2 separate regions of the Mus musculus genome follow, and region 1 is linked to region 2. Evidence: chromatin contacts called from public Hi-C data. All regions are on one chromosome and are shown on one strand. Each heading gives the region's core, a stretch centred on a gene start, on an enhancer-like site or on the middle of the called end of the contact. The rest is flanking DNA. Distances are from core to core; before and after follow the strand shown. Region 1 holds the start of Mccc1os (methylcrotonoyl-Coenzyme A carboxylase 1 (alpha), opposite strand). Region 2 holds the start of 4930429B21Rik (RIKEN cDNA 4930429B21 gene).

The links. A called contact is a pair of places that touch in the nucleus more often than the background predicts.
Region 1: a contact with region 2 is called in a Hi-C map of B cells, with 5 read pairs. The contact joins the promoter of Mccc1os here to the promoter of 4930429B21Rik in region 2. A contact is called at or near these places in 1 of 39 promoter capture datasets (pre-B cells) and 1 of 484 Hi-C or Micro-C datasets (B cells).

What each region holds. Positions count from the first base shown.
Region 1 is chr3:35,994,861-36,002,047 of GRCm38.p6, forward strand. Mccc1os (methylcrotonoyl-Coenzyme A carboxylase 1 (alpha), opposite strand) reads left to right here and starts at 5,053. Exons shown (of 3, transcript NR_029456.1): 1 at 5,053-5,851. Mccc1 (methylcrotonoyl-Coenzyme A carboxylase 1 (alpha)) reads right to left here and starts at 5,818. Exons shown (of 19, transcript NM_023644.4): 1 at 5,621-5,818; 2 at 2,665-2,711; 3 at 921-1,057. The coding sequence starts at 5,697.
Region 2 is chr3:32,364,128-32,371,619 of GRCm38.p6, forward strand. It overlaps 4930429B21Rik (RIKEN cDNA 4930429B21 gene), which reads left to right and starts at 1,362. Exons shown (of 1, transcript NR_027966.1): 1 at 1,362-3,311. It overlaps Zmat3 (zinc finger matrin type 3), which reads right to left and starts at 1,538. Exons shown (of 6, transcript NM_009517.2): 1 at 1,377-1,538.

The sequences.
Region 1 (7,187 bases), core at 3,803-6,302, 3.6 Mb after region 2:
GTTACACAGCTCTTAGGACAGAAGCTCTTGGAAGACGGAGGAGTTCTTGCACATCTTTGATTCTTCAGAATAGGATTCTTATATACAGTTTTGGGGCGGGTCAGGGTCTGACAACATGTACTTCTCATTGGCTTGGCCTGAGAGCTTAGGGAAACCTTATTTGCATGTGGGAGGGGCTTGGTGCTGCTCTTATTTGACTGATGCCCACACACCTCTCTGGGGGATGGGTGGGGAGTAGTGGGAGGCTATAGCTACAACAGGAGCCAGGGGATTAAGGGGCGTGGCCGAACACCTGCCCTGGGAAGTCCCTGCAATGACCAGGCTGCCTTTGCCCAGCTCACCGCCCCGCAGAGAAGTGCTGACTGAGTAGCTAGAACGCACCTACATAAAACTTGTTGACACTTGTAATCATCAACTGTTATCAGAAAGAACTTAACTGAGCTGGGCAGCAGTGGCACACGCCTTTGAGCCCAGCACTTGGGAGTCAGAGGAAGGCAGATCTCTGTGAGTTCAAGGTCAGTGTTATCTAAAGAATGAATTCCAGGACAGCCAGGGCTACACAGAGAAACCCTGCCTCAAACAAACAAACCAACCAACAAACACCAAAACAAAACAAAAAAAACCCTCAAATACACAAATTAAAATAATTTTAGAAATGTGATGTCTATAATTAAACGTAATCATTAGTATGCCTGGAGAGATGACTCCGTAGTTAAGAGCACTGGCTGCTCTTCCAGAGAATCTGGGTTCAACTCCCAGCACCCACATGGCAGATCACAGTTGTCCAGTTCCACAGCCATACACACAGGCAAAACACCAACGTACATGAAATAAAAATAAATATAATCTAAGGAGCTGAACTGGACACAAAATACACACAGTCACTAACAAGATTTTGTTTCCAGCTTTTAACAACGTACCATATCTACATGCATGGAATTCCGGTCGGCCTCACTGTACACAGCCACCGACTGCACACCCATCTTTTTGGCTGTTCGTATCACCCTGCAGGCAATTTCTCCTCTGTTTGCAATGAGGACCTTGGTAATACTTCCTCCTGTTAGAAGCCATAAGGATAAGACCCAAATGTTACTGGGAAATAAGAAATTAAGATATGTTATGAGTCATCCCATAAGGGGTTGTTTTTAATAAAAGTGCACATGAATGGCTAAAATTACTGTTTTATTATTAGATAGTGGATTTATTTCCTATTCACTAATGTTCATAATACCTCTGTTAACGCAAACTCAAGTTACTCAGTAAGAGATACATAAAGCCTGAGAATGTACCGTATGATCTTCATATGGGAAGGATAGGACATTTAAATCAAGAACTGCAGTATGACGGAGACAAGACTTGGTTCTCTCAGTTTTTCCCCTGTCATCACATCATGGAGACATCCTGCTACGGCTGTGGAATGCCATTCCCCGCTCTGCTGGTAGCATCCGCACTCTCAGAGGCTCGGGCTCACTGATGTTTCTCTCTCTCTAACGTCAATTTCCACGGGAGAGTCTCCTTGTCAACTTAACATCAGAGAATCAAAGCATGGCTTCTTCCCACACAGGTACTTTTTCCCAGTTCCCAAACTCATCGAAAGTTAAGCTTAAGAGCAACTTTTCTCGGGAGGCCAGCTCTTATCCGGTCAAACCAGGTGATTTCCCAACGCTCTCCTGAACTATTTCTTGAAACGTTCCTTCTTCTTATTCCTTCCCACTACTAGAATCCACCTTCATGAACCTAAACCTAATTAATACAGGTGTTTCAAGTGTGTCCAATAACACAGGCCACTTCTTCTGCCAATCAACCTGCATAGTTCTTTCCAATTTATTTCTAGTGACTATGTCCTGTTCACAAATTCACGGTTCATCCGTAAGATGACCACCTATGTAATTTTATAAAGAGATAATGCAGTATACACTATCACCTGATGATTTATATGTAATCTAAGTGCCTAAGAGAGTCAATATTTCCTTTTGTTTCAACCATGGCAAGAAAAAAAAAATGGTCTGATCTAGAAAATATGACAAACAGTTTCATCATCAGACATGAGATAAACGCTGAGAAAAATCAGGGTTTTCTTTAAAAAATAAGGTTTCCTATAACTTAAGGAAACCATACAATCTAAATATTTCAAGAGCCATGATAGGCCACTGAAGCTGCCGCAATCTAGTACAGGTGGGGGTCAAATCCACTCAATCAGAGTTTAGTCCATTATAATCAGTTCCATCAATTTTACATTTCAGAACTCCCTGCAAAATTTCACTTGAACAAAGTAACAGTGCTTTTATTAAAAGGCAGAAATCATATTAATATAAAATGTCCTCACCAGGCATGGTGTCGCATGCCTTTAATCCTAGTACTTGGGAAGCAGGGGCAGATGGATCTCTGTGAGTTACAGGACAACCAGGGCTATGTAAAGAGACCCTGTCTCAAAAAATTTAAGATGTTCTCCACCACTGCACATCAAAATTCACACTCAATAGCAAAAAAGGATTTGACATAGAAAGCAAAACTGGTGACTTAGCATTAAGAAGAAAGTTATTGTAAAAATACAAAAGTATGAAGGTTGATGAGTGCTAATTCTATTGTGCACAAATTAAAGATTAAGCATCTCTTTTTCTTGGCTCACACTCTAATGCAAAGCTAAACAAAGGCTGCCAGTACCTGGGGTTGTTCCATACTTCATGGTTCTCAACTTCCAAGCCCATTCCCTAAAATATAAACCCAAACAGAATTATGATTCATCATAACATACAAAATCAGCTCCTGCTCTCATAAACAAGTCCAGATATGGTGGAAGGTCAACCTTAAGCCCATTAGCAAAGTGATTCAGTAAGACTCTCTGTGACAAGAAAACCCAGCTAGAACCTGGGATATTGAGTCCTAGCCAGTTTCCCTTTGTGTTCATGTTTTTGAATGAATCGCCTACCCTGTTTAATATCTGAAGCTGGCATTTGGCCAAAGAGACAATTAAAAAGCTAAGGTGCTTTAAAAACATCTACCTTGGTTTTAAAAACAAAACAAAAAAATTCTTGTTGGACTGTAATAGTAAAAACTGCCTGGCACACACAATTAGCATTGTCATGGAAGATAATAGACCATATTTTGACATTTTCTGTTCTATTTTATTAAATCAAACAACAGTTTGAAAATATAATTGAATGCACCCCTTGGGTAAGGCAGTATTGACATTAAGCCAGAGAAATCAAAGGAAGGACGTTGAACAGAGATAATAGAAATAAGAAATGTTGGCAGGGCTAGAGAGATGGCTCAGCGGTTAAGAGCACTGACTGCTCTTCCAGAGGTCCTGAGTTCAATTCAAACCACATGGTGGCTCACAACCATCTGTAATGGGATCTGATGGACGCTTTTAGTGTGTGTCCGAAGACAGCTGTAGTGTACTAATATAAACAAAAATAGATAAATCTTTAAGCCAGGCAGTGGGGGCGCACGCCTTTAATCCCAGCACTCTGGAGGCAGAGGCAAGCAGATTTCTGAGTTCGAGGCCAGCCTGGTCTACAGAGTGAGTTCTATGACAGCCAGGGCTATACAGAGAAATCCTGCTTCAAAAGACAAAAAAAAAAAAAAAAAAAAAAAAGAAAAAGAAAAAGAAAAAAAAAAGTAGGCTATGGCTAGTTATTCTGGTTACTCTTCAACATACACTTACCCATTGTCAGGTCGCTTGACATTGGGGTTACTCGATCTCTTTTTCATTAATACCCTCCCAATGAGAAAACTTATACAGCAAGGAATAAGCTTTACAAATAGATGAATTTGAGTTTTAGAGGACCACAAACATGCTAGCCAAGTGCTTAACCTACAGCTCCCATTCCATACGAGGCAATCTTGAAGATACTGCCCGGTTTTAAAGTATACAATTTTCCCAAACAAGACCACGGTTATATAGAGACTTATGAGCTTAGTTCCTTCATGAAGCATAAAGATCACAGGCTACATTAGATATTATATGACTGCAACAATATGCATATACCCTTTACATGCAACTATGCAACCAGCAGGACTAGTATCTCCCAAGGGTCATGTGAGGAACACCGGAGGCTTAGCATCCTGGGAGGCACACTTTCTCAGATGCTGTCACTCTGGAGCCAACTGGGAAAACATCCATCTTTGGCGGGAGAGCTCTGCTTGATGGCTTCTTCAGAGACTGGTGCTCTTACAAATCTTTCCAATTCAGCCCACCCCACATTCTTGCTCTTCAAGGAGGAAAACTTAACTTTCCTGGTCTTTTAAAGGAATTTTTCAGCTTGGAGCATTGTTTTCCCCTCTGACCTCTCCAGGTAAGTTAGGGTTTAAGGCTTTTCCAGTCCTGCCTAAGAAATCACAGCTTTGTCATGTATCCAACCTGGGACCACTGATAGCCTAAAATGTTTTTTTTTTTTTTTTTCCTCTCAGCTAGTGAAGACTGAGTCAGGCAGTCAGACACACTCCTTAAGTGCAATCCTTTATCTTGACAATGTTCTGATTTCTCTATCCCATTTTTCAAAGCTCTTTTTGCTACATCTCAAAACATTTAAACATGACGAGTAAATTGCCTGCCAGGAGATAATTCACCAATTAAGACAGCCGCTATTCTCATGGGTAGAGTCTGACTAATCAAATTCTTTTCTCTGAGGTATTAGAGGAATCATGGCTGGTAAAAAGAAAGAAAAAAGAAAAGGTAAAATTCTCATGCTGGTAAGAGTTTTAATTTTAAAAACTATTAGCAGGATGACAGCTATAACTAAGCCTTGAGAGGAGAATGACTCTGTGGTATTCTTGGGAACCTAAGGAAATTCACAGGAAGAAAAACAGCACTAATACAACTTTCACCATCTTTCTTATTTAAAATATAGGGTGAAGACCTACATTTTAGTATTCACCGAAAATCCAGGGCATCGACCACTGTTTGTTGAATGGACCATGATGTGTTTAAATTTTTATCCACGTGTTGATTTGGACATACGAGGGGGTTAGTATCGTCTTTATATTACCTCTGCTAGATACAAGTATCATCACCTCCAAGCAGAAGAAACTGAAGCACGGATATTAGGTAACTCGACCAAGGTCACAGGTAAGCTGGGAACCCAACCTTCTGCAGGCAGTTCTTGCCCTTGGGCCAGTACGTTTTTCAGAATGCGAGGAGGTGATGATTATGGTGAAGTAATCTATCTACATGACTTGGGGTTTTCACTGTTGTCAAAGCGTGGAGCTTCGTTTCCAAAAGGATCCGGGGTAGTCATCTGCCAGCTTTGTTCAAACTTGTGAACAAGAGCGTTCGACAAAACTCACCCCTCATTAATTTGACTCTTCCCAGCAATGGGAAAGGTCTCTAGAAATCCTTCTCTGAACTGCACTCAAAATGAGGGAGCTAAGCTGAAAGCGACTTTGGGAAAGGGGTCCTGGTGCAAGCCTCTAGCTACGTATGCCATCTTCGGTTGCAGCACCGTGCGGGGTGCCCAGATCAGAAACCAGCCAAGGTGGCAGAGTCTGTAGGAAGAGCCAAAGACTGAAGTGGGACAGCGCCTACCAAAACTACACACAGGCACTTAAAGGGCTGCTCTCACGTGACCCAGCGCCTCGCATCCGGGCCGCGCACGGACCGGCAGTACCCCTGAGTCACCTCGGCTGCAGCAGCAGGATCGGGACCCGTCGCAACTGGTTCCTGTCCACCGCAGCCAACAACGCCGCCGCCGCCATCTCCGCGCTGTTCTGCTGGATTCCAAAAGCTGCTTGGCTTATTCTTGAAAGCGTCCCTCCCTGCGCAAGCTTCTTGTCCCCGATCCGCCACCGTAGCTCCGAAGAGCAAGTAGGCGTCTCCGCAAGAGCCAATCACAAAACTGGGTGTTTCAAGGTACCGATTGGCTGATTGGACCATGTGCCTGGGGGGTGGGGAGTGAACTGTGAGGGGCTGGGCTCCATCTGGAGGGGCGGGGCCAGGTTTTTTTTTTTTTCTTTTTTTTTTTTTTTAGCACAGAGCATGAGAGGAAAATGCACAGCCCCTCAAACCACCACTCAAGCAAAATGCAAGCTTTCTCACTAAACATCAGGAAAAAGGGGCAGTGGAAACTGCGTGGCAGGAAACAAAGACACAGTAAAAGCTATGTGTAGGTATTTGATACAGCTGAGGCAGAGCTCATATGGGGGAGAAAAACACAGTAAGTGAAACAGCCAATCGAAGGGTTATAAGTGCAAAAACTAAATGGGACGTAGTGGCGCATATTTGCAATCCCAGAAGCTGAAGCAGAAGGATTGTAGTAAGTGACAGGATTGACTAGACAGTGAGTCCCAGGCCAGCCTGAGCAATACGTTGAGGCTGTCCCTCAAAAACCAAAATAAATAAGATATGAAAAACAAACATAAATGCAGAAGGAAAACAAATGTAAAGAGGAATAAATTAGTGAAATCAGAAAACTAACACCAAAGGACAAATAAATCCAGGAACTAAGAAAATAATTAGAAATAAGGGGACACAAGTGGAAGCAGGAACATCAGGAGTTCAAGCCCATCCTAACCTGCAGACCAAGTTCGAGACCAGTCTGGGCTAGTAGTCCTGCACCTGTCTTTAAAATCTAAGATGTTTTCTTGAAAGATTCGAACTTTTAGAAAGTCTGGATACAAATTGGCTTGCTTGTGTATTTTCGAGAAGGTTCCTACTTATCTGGCCCATTGGCCAGCAAAAGAGAACCCATCCCTCTGGAGTTCACCAGAAATGAATTCCTTCCTTCAGGAAGGATATCTTATATTGAGTAAGTTTAGACTTTTATCGGTAGAGTCATCACATAGTTTCAAAACGTCCCTGGGAGTACTTGCCACTGGCTTTGTTTGTGTGGCTGGATATCTTTTTTTCCTACAGAGTTATAAGAACTCTAGTTATAGAGGTTAATATTTCCTCAGGTTTTCATTTAGTTGTTTACTTTTACGCTGTTTCAGGTGTGAAGAGTTCCATATTAAAAAAAAAAAAAAAAAAAAAAAACCACACACTGTTTTCTGGGCGTGGGGAGAAATTGTTTTCATCTTGTACTTAAAATGAATGTAAGATATATATTTAAAACAGCAAAAAAGTGAACATGGCCTCCAAATAAGCAAGAAATAAAGAGGAAAAAAATCTCACATGACTTTTTTTTTTTTTCTTTTTGAGACACGGTCTCTCTATGTAGCCCTGACTGTCCTGGAACTCACTATGTAGA
Region 2 (7,492 bases), core at 112-2,611:
GATTAGGGATATTGGAGGCAGGGTAATGAAATCATCTTTTTAAATAGATTAACTACTTAGATAGAACGGACCATGTCATTCTGACCCTAACTTGTCATCCAGATTCTCTGTTAGATCATAGAGAAAGGACAGGGCAGGATATCAAAACATCTGGATATAGAAAATCAGCAATATACATAGAGAACCGAATCAGCATGCTCCCAAGACATGCCTGGGCTTGTTTCTCACATGCTTACTCCCACCTGATGAAACCCCAGCATGCGTGGCCCCAGAATCATGCAGCAGTCCTGCAGAAACAAGGCCCTCCTCCCAGCAGAGGCACAAAAAGGCCTTATTTCAAAGCAAAACACTGGCCGGCCGGGTGGGGTGGGGGTGTTTACAGTGCAGGTTTACCTATTATTACATTTTATGTTCATAATGTTCAAAGAAAGAATAGAGACCTCAAAAATACTGTTAGATTTAATAATCAACATAAGGTTAAAAAAAAAAGCCCTCCCCCAAAAGTCTATAGGTGACAATCACAACAGGTATTACATTTGGGTAAAAATAAATAAATAAATAACTCTAAAAATAAATAAAACCAAAGCTAAGCTTCAGTGAATACACAAGCTGAAATACAGACTCAAAAACATGCTCGGATCCGTTCAAACTGCTGCATTAATTTAAGAGACTAATTTAGAAGCTGTTATAAAAATACTTCTCAGATCTCAAAATCCATCCGATTGGACGTGTGCGATGGCAGACACGAAGGATGCACAGCGCTTGATGTCCTAATTTGGAAGGGAGCTCAGAGACACTAAAGAAAATCACAGCTCCACCATGTACCGGTCTGAGGGAAATGAATGACCACAGCACACGTTTCCACGGTTGGGCTGGGGCCTACTCCTCACCGGCTGTACTGCAAACAACAGCCTCCCCTGAGCAGAAACAGACCCAGGGCAAAGAAGAGAATCCAGGAACAGGTTCCTGGCGTCCGGGTAAAGTAAGGAAGGCTACCCCTGGGTATTCCGGAGAAGAGAAGACAAGAGAAAACCTTACTCAGAGGTCACCAAAACGTGGCAGGCAGAAAAACAGCCCTGGCAGGCTGTTTTACATCACAGAAGAAAGCTTAGAAGGGGAGGAGGCCTTGGCGACCCAGGCTCAGCATCTAGGACTCAAAACTGCGCCCCTGCAGCATCGCCCCCGCGTGTGCCATTCCCGGGCTGGGCAAGCTCACACGCATTCGGGTCCTGCGAGGATGCCGGCCGGGAGCACCGAGTCGCCGAGGCGGCTGTGCGAATGGCTGCGGGATCGGGATCGGTGGCCCGCTGGACGCCGCGGGCGAGGCTGACACGCGCACACGGACGCAACCGAGCGGACTCGAGGACCGCACTCACCGGAACCGGCAGGCCGCAGCCGCCCCGCCACCCCGCGCGCCGCTGCCCGCTCCAAGACCACTTTCTGCGCTCGCCGCCGCCGACCGGCCGCTCCGCTGCTGGAGGCTGATTGTCAAAAGTCGGTCGGAGCGGAGCCACCGGGAAACAGCTGCAGGAAGTGACTGCGGAACCGGGAGGCGGCGGCGGCGGCGGCGGCGGAGGAGGAGGAGGAGGAGGAGGAGGAGGCAGGGCTCCCGGCAGCGCTACTGCGCATGTGCACGGACAAGCGGCTGCTCCCGCAGACCCGGGACGCCGAGCAGGTGCGGAACAGCGACTCGAAAGGGTACCCTACCCTGGCCCTGATGGCTCCTCGGAGCTGCCCCAGCCTACCCTGAAAGCGATGAGGGCAGAAGCTTGGCAGAGCCTGGTAGGAGGGCGGAGGTTCTCCTCTGAGACCTGGAAACTGCACTCCTTGCGCCTCCGCCCAAAGACATTGGAAAGGAGCCCGCTCACCGGCAGGACCCGAAGGACTGCAGAAGTCCCCGGGATACCTTCAAGAGAGGCGCTGGGATGGATTGCAGCCCTAGCTTGTTCTGCCGGCTTGTACCTTCTGCATGTGAATACTTGTATAGTGGCTAGGGGTTTCTCCTTGGATAACATGACACGAATTTTCCATATTACCGGCAGAGTATGGTTTCGCAGCATCAAGTACTTTCACATTGTGTGTGGTTATTGTGTAAACCATAAACTAAAATGCCAAGATCTAAATATGGTGAGCCTCAACTCAGCCTAATAGACTGCCTATTTACACGGGAATGCAAGGCTATGACTGGAGCATGCGCCAACAACCAGGTACGGGCGGGCTTCGCGAATTCGAGGACTGTTCAGCAGACTAGACCAGTGTGCACCCGCCATCGGGAAGAGTAATCCACCGCACAGATGAGTTCAGTGCACGTGCTGTATATGTGAAAATACCAAATGGCTTCATTGTTTTAAAAGCAGCGGGGTAGAAACGCATTTCTCAGCCCTTTGTCAGAACTTTGCCATTCACTCTTGTTAGCTGGGACCATGCTGGGCCCTGGCTGGCCTTTCCCATCTGACAACCCTCATCCTCGTTTTCACCCACATGTCCCGTCTTATAAAATGGCTGGCAAAGGCAACGGAAGAAAATTAATTTTGGCTCGCAGTTTGAGGGTACAGTCCATCACAGCAGGGAAGCCATGAGAGCAAAAGTGGGGCAGCTGGTCACAAATGTCCATAGTCAGGAAACCGGGAGGAGCTGCTCGATTGCTTTCCATCCACGAAGCCGCCCACACTCAGGGTGAGTCTTCCCTCCTCGGTTTCTAATCCAGAAACACTCCTATTGACAGTCTGTACTATCCATCACAGGCCCATAGTCTAGCGTTACCTCTGTGATCTTACACAGCCTGTCCTTGGTGTTAAATGCCTTTCTCCCTGTCCATCCTTGCCCCCTGCAGCCTCTCCTACAAGCAACTTCCATGGCCTCTCGGGCCACTGCATGATAACAATCTCCATTCCTCACATGGGACTTTATTACATATACTACTACCTTAAACTCCCTGAGTGCAGAAAGAGACAGGTCTTGGAGTCTTCCGTTTATATTTTATAGTTTTATGTGTATTTGCATGTTGGAATAAAATCTAAAAGCTGAAAGTAGGGGCCTTACCCGCTAGCTCATACACATACATACACTCGATGTTCCAAATTTGCTGCCCCTGATCCTACAACTTACTTCAAACAGCTCAGGCATTTCCTTCTCTGGCCCAGGAAAAAGCAAGTAATCCCAAGATACTTGTTTCATAGAAATGTAAATCTCATGACAGAGAAAATGGCCCCACAAATTAGAGCTTTTTTTGTGAATCACTGGGTCTTATGAGATTCAGTAGCCCCCCTCAAATAAATAAATAAATAAATTTTTAAAATAAAATAAATGAAAGAAAAAGAAACCGGTCATATTCACCACCTTTACTAAAGGACAAAAACAAATCTCACTGACTTGTGGCTGAAACCTACTTTTGTGATTGTGTGTTGCTGGTCTGTTGACAGAAGGCATACCTCTATGGGACTTGAAGCACATGAGAGGATCAAAATCGATAGTGGAATGTAACATTGTGGCACTGATGTGCTATGGCCCATTCACACAGATTCCAATGGCCAAAGCCACTTTTGTCACTAAACCTTAAGCCAGTGCAGCCATCTCTGCTTTAATAGGCATCTGGCACAATGAGTCATTCCAAAAAAGAATGCAATCTGGGGCCAGCAAGATGGCTGTAGATAAAGTACTTAGCCACTGAGCCTGGTAGCCCCAGTCCCTGCATAATATAATATAAACCAGGTGCAGTGACTTGCTTCAGTAATCCTAGCATCCCTGTGGTGAGATGCAGAGCAGAAACAGGAGAACCCCCCACAAATTCTCAGACCAGCTGGGCTGGGGTATGCACCACAGTAGGAGAAACAAGGGATGCTGCAAGGTGGAAGGTGAGAAGCGACTCCCCAAAACTGTCCTCTGACCTCCACAGCAGGCCTGCATCCTGCATAGAGGACTAGTAACCTTAATAAAATTTTAAGAGTATAACCTGACACAAATATGGGCAGTTAGTCTTGTCGCTTAGAGGTATTGTTATAAACCTCAAGAAAGACCTCATGTCTGCCCCCTCCCCCAAAAGAAGTTTCTGAGGTTACCTGGGAAGGAACGGTGGACACAGAAGCAGTGGAACTCCTGCACAGACCTTGAGATCTACATCTCAGACACCTGAGCCTACACAACAGGAAGATGCAAATGGCACCTAACCCCAGTGCTTGGGAGGCAGAGGCAGGCAGATTTCTGAGTTCAAGGCCAGCCTGGTCCACATAGTGAGTTCCAGGACAGCCAGGGCTACACAGAGAAACCCTGTCTCAGAGAAGGAGAAGGGACAGGGGAAGGAGGAGGAGGAGGAGGAGGAAGAGGAAGTCAAATTTATTTTTTTAGCACCTGCAGCCTTAAAACCCACTCATAGTAATTGCAAGAGGCAATAGATAGCCAATGACCTTACAGCTCAAAGCTGAAGGTACAGATCAGTCACCCCAAAGCAGTGGGCAAGATGTAAACTGTTGGGGCCAGAGCCAATGGGGTGCAAGATTGTACCTAAGAACCCATTACAATTCCTCTCCTTGCTGCCTGTTTTCCACCCTGCTCCTGCCCATCTCAAATGATTCCCAAGCCCCCCTCATGGGGCAAAGGAAGTAGATCATTTGGAAGGGATTACTGTTACCAAGGCCGTCTTGAGGGCAAAAGAGATTTTTAAGGAAGAGAAGCACACGGGGAGTGGCTACAGTGAGGTTTTCCCAGGGGAAGAAGAGACTCTCAGCATAAGACCCATTACTTTTTTTTTTTTTTTTTTGTCTTTGAGCCAAGGTTTTACTAATATTCTGAGTGGTGAGATCACAGACATGCACCACCATGTCCAATTCCGTTATGAAGGAGAAGAGGAAAAATCATTTCACAAATCCTCGAATTCGTTAGCGGATTCAGCCCAAGTAGTATATTTGCATGGCCACAGTTAATTGAATGATGACTACCAGTCAACAAATGCCTGGATGAACAGGAATGCCTGTCCTTCTATTCATTAATAGGATTACAGTGTCTGACAGCTTTACGTTCTCTCATAATGTAACTACTATATAGGAAACATTGAATCTATTAGGAGAAAACTCCAATCTTAAAACAAAGTTAAAGGATATGAAGAGAAGGCTCAGCAGTTGAGAGCATCTGCTGCTTTTGCAGAGGACCAGGGTTCACTTCCCAGACCCAGGTGTTGGCGCCCACCCATCTGTAATTCCAGTTCTAGAGAATCCAGTGCCCTATTCTGGCTCCTCAGGAACCAAGCATGCATGTGATGCACCTACTTTTGTGCAGGTGAAGCATGTAGCCGGGCATGGTGGCGCACGCCTTTAATCCCAGCACTTGGGAGGCAGAGGCAGGCAGATTTCTGAGTTTGAGACCAGCCTGGTCTACAGAGTGAGTTCCAGGACAGCCAGGGCTACACAGAGAAACCCTGTCTCAGAAAACAAACAAACAAACAAACAAAAAGCAAAAAACAAACAAAAAAAAAGCATGTATACTCACGTGAGGTGACATCAAGGCCATTATCATCTACATGGCCAATTCAAAGCTAGCCTTGGCTACATGAGAACCTGTCTCAAAATATAACAGACAGAAATATTTTCATTATATTAAATTATATACAACAAAAATCTACTGTGTTGGTTCATTTACCAAGAATATAATTGTAACGTACCTTGGGTGGCTTCCCTTGGCTTGAGCATTTGTGGTGTCTATGCCCGGAATCTTAATGTGAACAGACACATGATAAGAAGAGAAGAGACAAGTATGATCTCCAAAGGCTGGTACATATATCAGGTCAATTTCCCCTCTTGTAAGGAAATTTGCATGGAGTCTTGAGACACTATGCGCCTTCACTTTCAAGATCAGGACATGATGCCTTCCAGGGTTACTTTTTCACTGAGGATGGAGACAAACCAACCATAGCTAAAGCCCTGTGTGGCATGGTCAGCATGGGATGGCAGCAAATGGACTCACAGACCACATTTACACAGACTGATACAAGGGGGACACAGGAAGTTGATGAGTGTGCCCTGTTCATAAACTAACAAGCCCAGACTTGCTCTCCAATCTGTAGAGAAAATGCTGGCACTGGAATCCAAATGTATAATAGGGAAGAGGAGGAGGAGGGAGAAGGGGAGGAAGAAGAAGTGGGGGAGGAGGACCCAGAGCAGAAAGGAAGCCAGGAGTCCTCTGACAGTGAAGTCCCTGCCACTGTGGACACCACAGAAGAACCAAAGAGGGGAAAGCAAATAGACTCTTACCAACCGACCCTGCTATATCAACCCTGAAAATTCAACTCATGAGTACAAGAAATGACAGCACACACCTTTAGTCCCAGAACTTGGGAGGCAGAAACAGGAGGATCTCTGTTAGTTTAAGGTTGACCTGGTCAACATTGTGAGTCCCAAAACAGCCAGGGGTATAAAGAGAGCTCCTGTCTCAGAGAGAGAGAGAAAGGGAGAGAGGGGAGAGAGAGAGAAAGAGAAAGAGAGAGAGAGAGAGAGAGAGAGAGAGAGAGAGAGAGAGAAATGAATGTGGAAGTGTAAAAGTCAGGACTAGGGAGTTGGCTCAGGTGGTAAAATTTCTACTGTACGAGCATGGGGTAGTGAGTTCAAACCTTACCACCTAGAAAAAAAAAATCAAGCCTTGTGGAACATTTTTGTGGATAGCCCTGGTGCTGTTTGTATTTTGATGCTAATTCTGCTTTCCCAGGAAGAGTTGCGGACAAGGAGCGAATCACGTACACAGGTGACTTCTTATGAACCTTCTGTCCACCTTAACTTGTAAACAAAAGGCTAGAGCCAGTGATTGAGCAGTGGAAGGCAAAGTGGAGCTGAAAAGTTTGGGGAGAGGGAGGAGAGGGGAAAAGAGAGGACGACATGACAGAAGAGGAGGAGGTGGAAGAAAAATGGAGCAGAAGCACGTGGCCTGGAGAAACCACAAGTTATAAGGGGTCTCATAGATGGGGAATACAGTAGTGTAGTGGTAGATCTGCCCAAACTAGGCGTGCAGCTTGTATTCATATTAATTGAGTTTTGTTTTCTTTGCATAGGCCTATTTGGGTTGGAGATTTACTGCAACCAAGCATGCTTGCTATCCCTGCTCTAGAGAGGTAGAGACAGGCAGATCTCCGGAGCTTGGTAGCCATTCCGTGTAGCTGAGGCAGTGAAGCCCAGGTCCCAGTGAGAGACCCCCATTTCAAAACACAAGATGAACAATGACTGAGGAACAACAACCAGGGTTGACTTCTGGCCTCCACATTCATTTGAATACACACACAAGAAATGCAGAGGGCATAGAAAAATGCTGTTTATGGTGGCTAGAGAGATGGCTGCTCTTCCAGAGAACCTGGGTTCAATTGCTAACACCCATGAGGCATCCCAGAACTATCTATCATTCCCTTTCCAGGGAATTTAATACCTTCTGCCCTCGGTGGGCACCGCACAGACATATATGTGGGCAAAACACTGAAACACGCAAAATAATTTTTAATTGTTTTTAAAGAAAGGCT